2 separate regions of the Sus scrofa genome follow, and region 1 is linked to region 2. The links are chromatin contacts, called in public Hi-C maps. All regions are on one chromosome and are shown on one strand. The core of a region is the stretch at or near the end of the contact, and the rest is flanking DNA. Distances in the headings are between cores, read along the strand shown. Region 1 has its middle 46 kb from the start of RYBP. Region 2 holds the start of RYBP (RING1 and YY1-binding protein).

Evidence for each region. Hi-C and Micro-C count contacts between places; a contact is called where the count stands out from the background.
Region 1: a contact with region 2 is called in a Hi-C map of liver, with 7 times the contacts expected there. The contact joins the enhancer-like site here to the promoter of RYBP in region 2. A contact is called at or near these places in 2 of 5 promoter capture datasets (fetal liver and liver) and 7 of 47 Hi-C or Micro-C datasets (adipocytes, embryonic fibroblasts, fibroblasts and 2 more).

What each region holds. Positions count from the first base shown.
Region 1 is chr13:53,852,615-53,858,100 of Sscrofa11.1, reverse strand. No RefSeq gene overlaps it. Among named protein-coding and RNA genes, the nearest start is that of RYBP, 46 kb to the right of the region's middle. Within about 2 kb of position 3,285, at least 3 of the 83 cell types and tissues checked have an H3K27ac peak or open chromatin away from gene starts, as enhancers often do. A contact at or near this core is called in liver, where this site is marked.
Region 2 is chr13:53,807,988-53,814,065 of Sscrofa11.1, reverse strand. It overlaps RYBP (RING1 and YY1-binding protein), which reads left to right and starts at 4,368. Exons shown (of 5, transcript XM_021069217.1): 1 at 4,368-4,597; 2 at 5,353-5,478. The coding sequence starts at 4,566.

The sequences.
Region 1 (5,486 bases), core at 2,036-4,535, 45 kb before region 2:
GAACCTACTGTATAGAGAACTCTACCCAATAATCTGTGATGGTCTATGTGGGAAAAGAATCTGAAAGAGAATGGATGTATGTATTTGTATAACTGAATCACTTTGCGGTACAACAGAAATTATTGCAAACTTGTAAATCAACTACACTTCAACAAAACTTTAAAAAATGGAAAAAAAATTGTTAAATGAATAAATGTGGAGTGATGGAGAACTGTTCTCTAGAAGGATATTCAAGCCAGTTTCAAGCTGTTAACATCTTAAAATAGTTTAAAATAAAGATAGAAATCATATAACACATGAGCCGTTGATGGAGAAAAATCTAGAAAGGGGCTAGTATTACTGGATCACAGAGTAAAACAAATAGCAGTTTTGACTCTACAACCCAAAAGCCCAAACCTTAGCCTTACCTGCTTAAAATGCTGACCTAGCTGGGAGCCAAGCAGCCAGTAACCACGGCGCTCCCTCCTTGGCTCGAACTTAGCTATGATTCATTCTTCAGCACAGACTCCTGGAAACTCATTCTCTTTTATTTCACAGGAGTCAGGTACTAGAAGAGAATGATAGCTCTGTGCAGAGTGTATGTTTAAAATGCTTTTTAATCTTTTAAAAATTACACAAGCAGTACATCACTTTTTAAAATGAGAAAAAATGCCCATAAATAAAAGAAAAATGAATTTTCAAAGATTGCTTTTTAATAATGTATTTTTTTTTTTCCTGGTGTGTACTTTTAAAAAGTGGTAATCTTCCACTCCTACCTAAGGCAACAACGTGCTTTTTCTATGCAGCGTGTTTCTCAGACTAGCAAAAGTAAAACATTTCTTAGCACTTTGCTCTAGAGTTTAGCAATGGATAAGGACTTGCAGTTCCCCATTTCTTCAAACAAGCTTGGTCAATCAATATTTTCCAATCCTGGATGGCTGGACTTTGGCTGGAGAGGACTGTTGGGTGTTGAGTATAGGAGGTCAGTAAATGTTCCAGATAACTGCCTAGTCACCAGTTTTCTGAGCATGCGCTCCCTATTTTTGCCTCTGCTTTAGTGCACACTCAGCCCCCATTCTTTGCCCACCTGTTGGTATTCACACATCTGTATAGGGCTGGCTGATGTAATCAATAGGACATTGTAGAAATGCTGGAGCCTGACTTCCCATGTTAAGTCATAAAAGTCATGGAAGTTTCTCTTCTGTTCTCTCTTGGATCACTTGCTCTGAGGGAGGCTAGCTGCCATATTAGGAGGACATTCAAGCAGCCCGGTGGAGAGGTCCACGTGGTGAGGAATTCCTGTCAACAGGCATGAGCTATTGTGGAACTGGATCTTCTCACCCTGATCCAGTCTTCAGATGACAACATTCCCAGCAGATACCTTGACCCCATCCTGATCCAGGACCTCTAGCCAAACCACGCTCTAATTACTGACCCACAGAAACCGTGTGAGATCATATTTATTTTTGTTTTGAGCTGCTAGTGTTTGAAGTAATGTGTTCTGCTGAAAAAGGTAATTAGTAGTCCCCCTCTTATCTATAAAGTTTACTCCTTTCCTTTCCAAATTCTCTCTCCCTCAAGGCTCAAGTCAAATTCTTCTTCCTGCCTGAATTCTCCAACCCAGAGGGATCACTCATTCCTTAAGCCCATGCCTGTCTTTCTCATTTGGGGTTCACTGGATGGAACTAGAAGGAAAGACAGCTAAAGCCAAACCCAATATCTGTTGTATCTTTGTTAGTAGATGACTACATAATTTATCACCTGTACCAGACACTTCTGAGAGTGAAAAGGGGTGCTATTGGAGGTCTCCCATGGTGCAGTGGGTTAAGGATCCAATGGTGTCACTGCAGTGGCTTGGGTCGATGCTGTGGCCTGGGTTAAATTCCTGGCCTGGGAACTTCCACGTCCACAGGAGCAGCCAAAGAAGAAAAGAAAAGAGGGGAGTTCCTGTTGTGGCGCAGTGTGAAACCGACGAATATTTATGAGGCTGTGGGTTTGATCCCTGGCCTCACTCAGTGGGTCAGGGATCTGGCATTGCTGTGATGTGCCGTGTAGGTCACAGATGCGGCTGGGATCCTGTGTGGCTGTGGCTGTGGTGTAGGCTGGCAGCTGCAGCTCCAATTCAACCCCTAACCTGGGAACTTCCATATGCTGCAGGTTTGGCAAAAAGAAAGAAAGGAAGGAAGGAAGGAAGGAAGGAAGGAAGGAAGGAAGGAAGGAAGGAAGGAAGGAAGGAAGGAAAGAAAAGTGGTGCTATTAGTAATGATCCTGGGAATCAGTAAAATCCAGGATGGTTTTAGGTAAAAAGATATCATTCAGTTACCCCACCCCTAAGAGGTGCCAACACCTCTCTGAAAATGTAATAAGAGAGAAAAAATTGTTTAGGAGACTTGCAGTTTTACTTGCCTAATGCTTGGATGTACCAAAAAAAAAAAAAAAAAAAAAAAAAAAAGAGTAGCTTCTTTATTTTGCTATAATAGATATTTTTCCTTGCACATCTCCACCCAGCTAAAGCGTCAAGAGGGAAAATATGATTTTATGCCAGGCTGGTAATTTATTTATTTATTTTATAATGATTTTTATTTTTTTCCATTATAGCTGGTTTCCAGACTGGTAATTTAAACAGTCTCTGAGCAGTTCTCACTGTGGCGCAATGGGATCAGTGGTGTCCAGGGAGCACTAGGATGCAGTTTTGATCCCCAGCCTGGCACAGTGGGTTAAGGATCCAGTGTTGCTGAAGCTTCAGCTTAGGTCACAGCTATGGTTTGGATCTGATCCCTGGCCTGGGAACTCCATGAGCTGTGAGGTGGCCAAAAAAGAAAACAAATTAAAACAAAAACAAAAACAAAAACAGTCTCCGAGATTGCTCAGTGGTGACATGTCTGAGCAGAGGGGGGAGTGCAGCCAGAGTTCCAAGCCCCATCTCCCCATCCCCATCATTGCCAAATCCCCCCTCATCACTTAAGGTGAAAACATGGGCATCTGAGGGACCAGTAGAAAGTGGGAGAAGATCCTTTCAAGAATGATTGGTCTGAAGTGCTACCTGCACTAAGAGGCCATGAAGGGACTATTTTCCCACCTTTGGAGCAATGTTCTAGTACTGGAGCCATCTCTCATGGGTATGGGGGTTAAGCCTTACACAAGTGCACCCACAGAAGGGCTGAAATCTGGCCAGGGCTTTCCTAGGAGAGCCATGAGCAGGTGGGGCTGTGTGTGTCAGAAGAATGAAACTCTTTCCAGTTTGCACAAAGGCATTCCATGAGCCAGGACAGAACTTGGCCAGTGCCCAGGGTCCAGGTTATTGGCTCTTGGCTTGGCATGCTTTGCTTGTGGTGGCTTGTTGGTCCTGCTCACAGGCTAGAGCTGGTTCCAAGCTCTTTTGGCACCTCCCTGATCCCATATGAGGCCCACGGAAGATTCTAGATCTCCTATATTACTGGTACAGGCCACAGAGGGTCCAAGCATCTTCCTTCCTATACAATCCTCTAGATAACCACCTGTACACCATTGCTTCTGGCCCCAGAGACACATGGCTTTAAGCTAGAAGCAGATCCCCACCCCCAGGGGCTGGCAAGACTTCCTTGCCCTGTGCCCTGGATGTGATCCACTTACCCTGGGTAGTCTTACATTTTCCCCATCATTTTCTGGGTGTTTCTAAATCTCCTCTCCCTAGAGACATTTGACTTTATCAATAGTCTGCAAGCTCCCCTTCCTTCCCACCACCCTCCCAGGATAGCCTAAACAGGCTTGGGGCATTACTGGGAATAACAAAACTCAGTGATTAAAAGCCATACCTCTCCACCTTTTCCCTGTGGTACCACACATCACACAGAAAATTGTGTGTGTGTGTGTGATCTTGGAGGGGATCTGGAATCCCTGGGGATGGCTCTAGAGGATTAGTGGGGTACCTAGCTGCCCAGATCCTGCCAGGCTGTTCTGAGAGCAGATGGGACCAAGTCTCTTGGGGCCTGCAGAGGCACAGTAGCTGCAAAGCCCTATATAGAGCCCTAAACTTGACTTAGTGAGAAAGGAACTAGGAGTTCCTATTGTGGCTCAGCAGGTTAAGAACCCAACATAGTTTCCATGAGGATGCGAGTTTGATCCCTGGCCTTGCTCAGTGGGTTAAGGATTTGGCATTGCTACACACAGGTGCAGCTCAGATCCCAAGATGCTGTGGCTGTCATGTAGGCCGGTAGCTGCAGCTTGGATTCCATCCTTAGCCTGGGCACTTCCATTTACCACAAGTGTGGCTATAAAATGGGGGGGGGGAAAGGAACCAAGTAGTTGAGAAATACCTGTCCTCTAAAAGATCCTTGCTTTCAAGGCCATTGTCCCCACACAGATCAAGAACATCAGCTTAGAGACCAGTGCTGATCAAGGCCTATTTATTCGAAAAGATCTTTCTCCTTCCCTGGGGTGGTAAGTCTTCTGGCACAGCTCTAGAGGTGGGCAGCAGCAAGAAAACAGTGTCAAGGGGGAAACTAAAATATACAGGATCCCTGACCCAAGGATAAGGATGGGACCTGCTCTGGTGGTGGGTCGGGATGCAGGGGTGTGGCATCAGTGGGTGAGACCTCAAGGTAGCAGCACCCTTGAGACCCAATACCTTTGGTTAGACTGCTTACCACAGGAGCAGATTTCTATTACCTCCAGGGCTTTGGTTTTGTTGCTGGTTTGTGCAAATAAGGGGCCAGACCCGGGGAGGTGAGGAAGAGGAGGGAGCCACCCCACCCCTACCCACCCTCAAGGCTCTCTTGTCATCTTCACAGTCAATACTCTTGCCCACAGATGAGGTTTGCCAGTTCTTGAGCAATAAACAACTATAAACAACTATAGCATGTAGTTTTGTTGCTCTGTCCAGTTTCCTTTGCTTAACATTCTGTCTCTGACACCTCATCCCTGTGGTGTCAGAGACAGAGTAGAAGTCTGCTCTTCTTTCCTTGCTCTATCGTATTCTCTTGCAGCAAAATACACTTAGTATGGAATTCCCATCATGGCTCAGTGGTTAATGAACCTGACTAGTATTCATGAGGATGCTAGTTCGATCCCTGGCCTTGCTCAGTGGATTGAGGATCTGGCGTTGCTGTGGCTCTGGTGTGGGCTGGCGGCTACGGCTCCAATATTCGACCCCTAATGTGGGAATCTCCATATGCTGTGGCTACAGCCCTAAAAAGACAAAAAAAACGAAAACAAAAACAAAAAGCCTCAGTATATTTAGTCCTTCTACCCTTCATTTGTATTGTTTTAGTTCTCACATATGAAAAGGCTGCTCAGAATATTTTTGTTCATGCCTTTGTGGACCTCACTCATTTCACTCCTCATGTGGGATTTTTGGAAAAAAACAGTCTTATTAAAATGTTTCTGATACAATTGTTCATTTAGAAAATGGAACATGCAAAAGTACAGTTTTTAAAAAGTCAATATCTGGGAGTTCCCTTGGTGGCACATTGGGTTAAGGAACCAGTGTTGTCACTGCTGTGGCTCAGGTCACAGCTGTGGTGTGAGAT
Region 2 (6,078 bases), core at 3,119-5,618:
AATCACTGCCCTGGTTTGAGGATCGAACCCACACCTCCATATTGACCCGAGTTGCTGCAGTCAGGTTCTTAACCCACTGCACCACGGGGGGAACTCCTGTGTATAATACCTTCATTGAATAATGCTAAAGTTCACAGTCTCGGTTTTGGATTTAGGTTTTCTGCCTGGGAGCAGCATTTGCAAATTAAAAGGCAGGAGGAAGCTAAGCTGATGCCATTCCAGACCCTTCCTTTGAAAGGCACTGGTATTTTTCCCTTCTTTCTTGAGCAAAAGACAGGAGGGAAGCACCTTTCAAACAGCGCTTCTAGTCCAACTCTCAAGCCAATGGAAAAGTCCTCCTCCCTGCTTCCCCCAGCCAAAGGGTCTGCTTCTCCCAGCCCCACGTTCATGAAGGCTGACCACAGACAGTCCTAGGCAGATGGAGTCTAGGTAAACTCATCAATGGCTTCCAGGGAACTCGGGCTGGAGACTCCACTCCCATCTCAGCCCACCCAGCCATGCAGGGTGTGGGTGGGGGCTACCTTGCAGGCCCCATGTCTCCTTTCCACTGGGCTCCTGGCACAGCTGCTTGTCTTCGTCTCCTCCAAAGCTCTGGGTCCCTAAGTGTTTTTCCTTTCTCTTCTCCTAGGCAATCTCGCCTTGCATCCTATACTTTGTCTTTGTAGCAGTTGTCACAATAATAATTAATTACTTGGCTAAAGTCTGGCTTCTCAAGTTAAATGTAAGCTCCAAAAAATGAGGAATCAAGTCTATCTTATTGATCTGATCTTCCAGTCCTGGGCTGGGGGCAAAGTACTGAGTTGCTGCTCAATAAATTACTGTTAAATCAAAGAAATTCTCTTCCGTGCTTATTTACCAGGCACTGTTCTAGGCATTTATATAAAACAGTGTGTGAGAGTGTGTGTGTGTGTCTATGTATGCGTGCGTGCGTGCGCGTTGGGTGTGGGGGTGGTGGTCAGGGTGGGGACAAAAAGGGGAAAAAAATTCCTTGCTGTTATAGAGCTTATATCCCACAGGGCAAAGATCTGCTGAACAAGATAAGTATGGTATGTTACATGGTGATAAGTGCAAACAAGAAAAAAGTCAGGCAATTAAGGGACACACAGAGGCTGGTGGATGATATTTTTAGATTTGGTGACAAGAGAAAACCTCACTGAGAATGTGACTTCTGAGTAAAGATATGAAGGAGGTAAGGCAGCTGAAGATGGGGTTATCTGGGGAAAGAGCATTCCAAGCACATGGAAGAGCAAGTGCAAAGGCCCTGGGGTAGGAAGCATGATTTGTTCCCGGAACAGCTGGGAAGCCTGTGTAACTGAAGTGGAGTGAATGCCAGGAAAGGAGGCAAAATGTTAAAGGTCTTTTAATGTGCCCCATGGTATCTGTCATCATTTGCATTAGACATTTCTTGGTGAGTGCTTCTAATCAGCCTCTATTCTAAAACCATGGGTTTCTAATAGTTTTTAAAGCAGTAAAGTAAAAAGGAAAGTTTCCTTTCAATGAAACATGAATTCAAAGTCCAAGATAAGAAACAGAGGAGCCTGAGAGTGGCTCTCTGTCAACTCCCACTCATCCTTTCACTCCACACTGTTTCAAGCTAGCATTTGTTTCCCACTCAGCTCAACCTGAAACCACTGCTTCTAGAATCAGAGTCTGAGGCTTTGCCTAGAGCTATGCTGTTCTTCAGCACACTGCTCCAGAAGCAATTTTCTCTGGCTCCTGTAACTACAAGGAGACTTTCAGTAGATATTTACCTCCCACATGTGAATGAACATAGAGCTTCTACAGTTACAACCACAGGGTGATGTACGGGTCTGATATGTCCCTAGAAAGTAGTTCTCTGTTCTGGAACTTTTTTCTTAAAACCACTTTTTTTTTTTTTGCCATGCCTGTAGCATGTGGGAGTTCCCAGGCCAGAGACTGAACCTGTGCTGCAACAGTGACCAGGCCCTTAACCCTCTAAGACACCAGGGAACTCCTTAAAACCAGTTTTTAAACTTTTTCTTTTCTTCTTTTTTTTTACCGTCACACCTGGGGCATATGAAATTCCCAGGCTATGGGTCAAAACAGAGCCACAGCTTCAGGCCTACACCACAGCCACAGACACAGCCACACTAGACCTGAGCTGTATCTTTTACCTAAGTCGCAGCTTTGCAGCCACATCAGATCCTTAACCCACTGAGTGAGGCCAGAGACTGAACCTGAATCCTCACAGACACCATGTTGGGTTCTTAACATGCTGAGCCACAATGAGAACACCACTTTTTCTTTTTTTTGAAAAGGTAAAACAAGTCAAAGACACACACACACACTCTATATACTAAAAAAGTCAGTCTCCTAAGGATAACCAAATGACAATGAATTTGGAATGGAAATCTACACATTTAAGCTAACAAAAATGAATTACTGGTATAGGCAACACTCTGGATGAGTATCACAAATATTATGTTGAACAAAAGGTGCTGTCCAGATACTACAGTACATACCATATGACCCATGCGTTCAGGCAAAGCTAATCTGCAGGGAAAATGAAAATATTCTATATCTTGATTTGGATGGTGCATGCAAAGGTGTATGTAGCAGATACACATAAAAATTCATGGAGCTACAAAACAATTAGAGTGCATTTCACTCTAGATAAATAATCAAGCCACTACCTGTAGCTCCCAGCTACCCAGTTTCCTTCCCCAGAGGTTACTCCTCCAGCTGGGATTTCTTAATGCCCCTTTTCTCTCAGTACCTTCACACTAGGGGCAGAGTTCTGGGAGCATGCCAGGCAGACACTAGAGGCCAAGGCTGCAGGCACTGGGCCATGGCTAGTGTGCATGCCCCTTGCCTTTCTCTGGCCTCTTTGGCCCTCAGCCCCACACCTTCCTCCTCCTCTTCCTCCTTTCCTCCCTGAAGTTTGGGAGTTTGCTGACCATGGCTGAACAGTATTGTCCCAGCTGGCCCTCCAGGGTGTGCCTGCCTAGAAAGAACAGCGTGTGCTGATCAAGCTTATCATTGACACAATCCCTCCCTCTTTTATTCACTCCCTTCTGATCCCTGGGCAGATCCTAGGACTTCTTGCTCCCTGGGCATTCAGTCTCCGTGAGCCTCCCTGGTCTCCTGACCTGGAATGCTTCCCTTTTATGGGGCAGTTTTGATAATAACTCATTTTATGTTTGCATATAAACTGGGGATGGGGGTTCTCAGTGGAAACTAAGGGCCCATATTATCTTCCCGCCACTCCCCTATCCCCACCCCCAACTTCTAGCAGCATCCGTTGACCCTGTCCCTCCCCCCACCCAGGACCAACCCAGCCCAGCCTTTTGTCTTATTATCTGTGGTCCTCCCCCTACCACGATCCCCCCCCCCCCCCCCCCGCCCCATTGCCTAAGGGCAGAGGGGACTGAGTCACAGTCAAGCCAATCTAGCAAGCATTCTTGGAGCCCGGTGGAAAGCAAAGGGTACTACTTGTTCGACTCCAAGAAGCTTCTAAAGCAGGGGAAATGGTGCACAACCCAGGCCCAGTTGTAAGAGTTCTCAACCCAGTACTCTGTATTGATCCTTCCTAAGTGTGGGGCATTAACCTGCTTGCTCTTCCTGCATTTCGTCTCTGAGTTCTCCAAACAAGCCGAGGAGGATGATTACCAGACTCATTTTGGAAATGAAGGCGCTGAGGCATAAGGTTTAAACTGCCGGCATGTAGCCGCCGGGATTTGAACAGCAATTTCCCTAGGGAAACGCCCTATTTAGGCTATGGGGGGCTCAAGCAGAAGCTGAGTGTCGGGTATCAGGGGGACATTTAGTTGTGCCACACCCTTTCTGCACAGTTCTCTCCTGTGTCAGGAGCCTGGGAAGGGGCTTCTGGACGGTGCATTGGCTAGCGGCAGGGACTTGGAGGGAAATACAAAGCACCGCGTGGTAGAGAAGTAGAAGGGCGTGGGGAAAAGAGGCCCTGCCAGCTCCCAGGGCATTGCAAGCCTCGAGGTATTCCTAGCGTCGCGGCTGTTACAAACCCCAGCGGCGCGCGCAAATTGCGCGCAGTTACTTCCTCGTGGTGGCTACGGGGTCGAGGTATCCACGACACTACCACGGGGCGGCGGCGCGGGGCCCGAAGTCCGGCGCCGGCTCCCGAGCGCGGCCACGTGCGCCCCGCCAGGCTCGCACGCTCCGGCGGGGCCACCGGCAGGCACGCGCCCCCAGCGCGCACACACTCCCGGGCACGCACACCGACGGCCCGGCCCACGTCCGCCACGCCCCGCCCTCCCCCGCGCCCCGCCCCCGCCCTCGCGGCGCCCGCCGCAGATTTCCCATTGGCCGCCCAGCGGGTGACGCGCGGCGCCCGGCCCCGCCCCTCGTCAGTCACTCGGCGGAGGCGGCGCTGGCGGGGACTAGTCTCGTCCGGAGACTGGCAGCGGCGGCGGCGGCGGCGGCGGCGGCGGCCGGAGCTAGAGCCCCAGCGGCTGAGGGCGGGCGGGCGCGGGGGAGGGAGGGGGGCCGGTCCGCGACGACTCCCCGGACGGCGTTTCTCCTCCGAGCGGCGCCGGTTTCTGCTTTGGGGGGGGCGGGGGTACAGCCCATCCATGACCATGGGCGACAAGAAGAGCCCGACCAGGTACCTGCTCCGAGCTGAGGGGGCGGAAGGGGAGGGAGGGCTGGGGGCGGGCGGGGGCCGGCGACGACTAGGCCCCGGAGCCACCCGGGGCGGGGGGAGGCGCTGCTAAGATGGAGATCCGGGGGCGGAGGGAGGCGGCGGCGGCGGGCGGTGGCGGTGGCGGCGGCGGCGGCGGCGGGAGGCGGTGTCGCTCCCGCTCGGGGCCGGCGGCCGTGCGCGCCGCAGCCATGGCGGCTCCTCCTTAGCCGCCCTCCGCCGCCGCCGCCGCCGCCGCCGCCGCCACTCCTCCCAGACAAAGGGAGATTTAACCAGGTGGGGAGGGAGGGAGGGCGCGAGCATGGGAGGGGAGAGGGAAGGAGCCGGCCCACTCCCCGCCGGCGGCCTCGGGCTGCCCCTGCGCGCCCCCTCCAGATCCGGCCCGCGGCTCCCCTCCCGGCCCCCCCAGCCCCACGCTCAAGTCCACAAGTCCGCCCGCTTCCTGCGCCCGCCGCGGCCCTTCCCGGGCGCCGCCGCCGCCTACTGTGCGAGGCTGCACGGCCCGGGCCCAGAGGCTGCAGGGTGCCGTTGGGGGCGCCCCGTCCCTTTCCCCGGTTCCTCCTCGGCCCCGAAAAGAGTGGGTGGGTGGTCGTCCGAGCGAAGTTTCCAGCGCTGGATTCCTGCGAAATTACGACGGCTCACCAGCGCCTGTGTTTTGCTGTCTCCCCTTTTTTCCTGCTCCCTGACTCTTCCCTCCCCTTTCCCTCACTCCTCCGAAGGCCAAAAAGACAAGCAAAACCTGCCGCAGACGAAGGCTTTTGGGATTGTAGCGTCTGCACCTTCAGAAACAGCGCCGAAGCCTTTAAATGCAGCATCTGCGATGTGAGGAAAGGCACCTCCACCAGGTATTTGAGATGTGTTACCTTTTGTTATAAGACTTTTTTTTTTTTTTTTTTTTTTTTAATGTTGGGGAGAGGGTTGTGAGCTCTACTTTTTGCCTTCTTTCCAACTTGTTGATTACGGCTTTTTCTACATTTTTTGGGGGGGTGCGGGGGGAGTAGTTGATGTGTGATTTTGGTTGTGTGTATTTCATGTTGGGTGCAAAGCCTCGTGTTCACAGAATGATTTATGGAAGGGAGTTTTTCCAGGTTTCGTCTTATTTCAAACAGACGCTGTATTTATTTGACACTTGTATCCATTGGCTTTTGGTATTGGCTCCAAAAGAGAAGCAGCTGTACCTTTGCTATGGATTGTAGGACATTAGATCTTTTACTTTTGCCGTGTTCAGAATGTTTTTAATTGGTCTGTCCTGAATTATTTTTCTCTAAGAAATTTGGTGGTGCTTGTACGGTAACATGGTGTACAACGTGGTGGTTGTGTTTTTACTGTCTTGAACTGCAAATGTCTTTTTTTCCTTGCACTTGAAAATAAATGCTGGGGTTAGATAAAGAAAGCGTTTTTTGGAAGACTGAACTGTCAGTTTGTGTGTTTTTTTCTGATTAGCT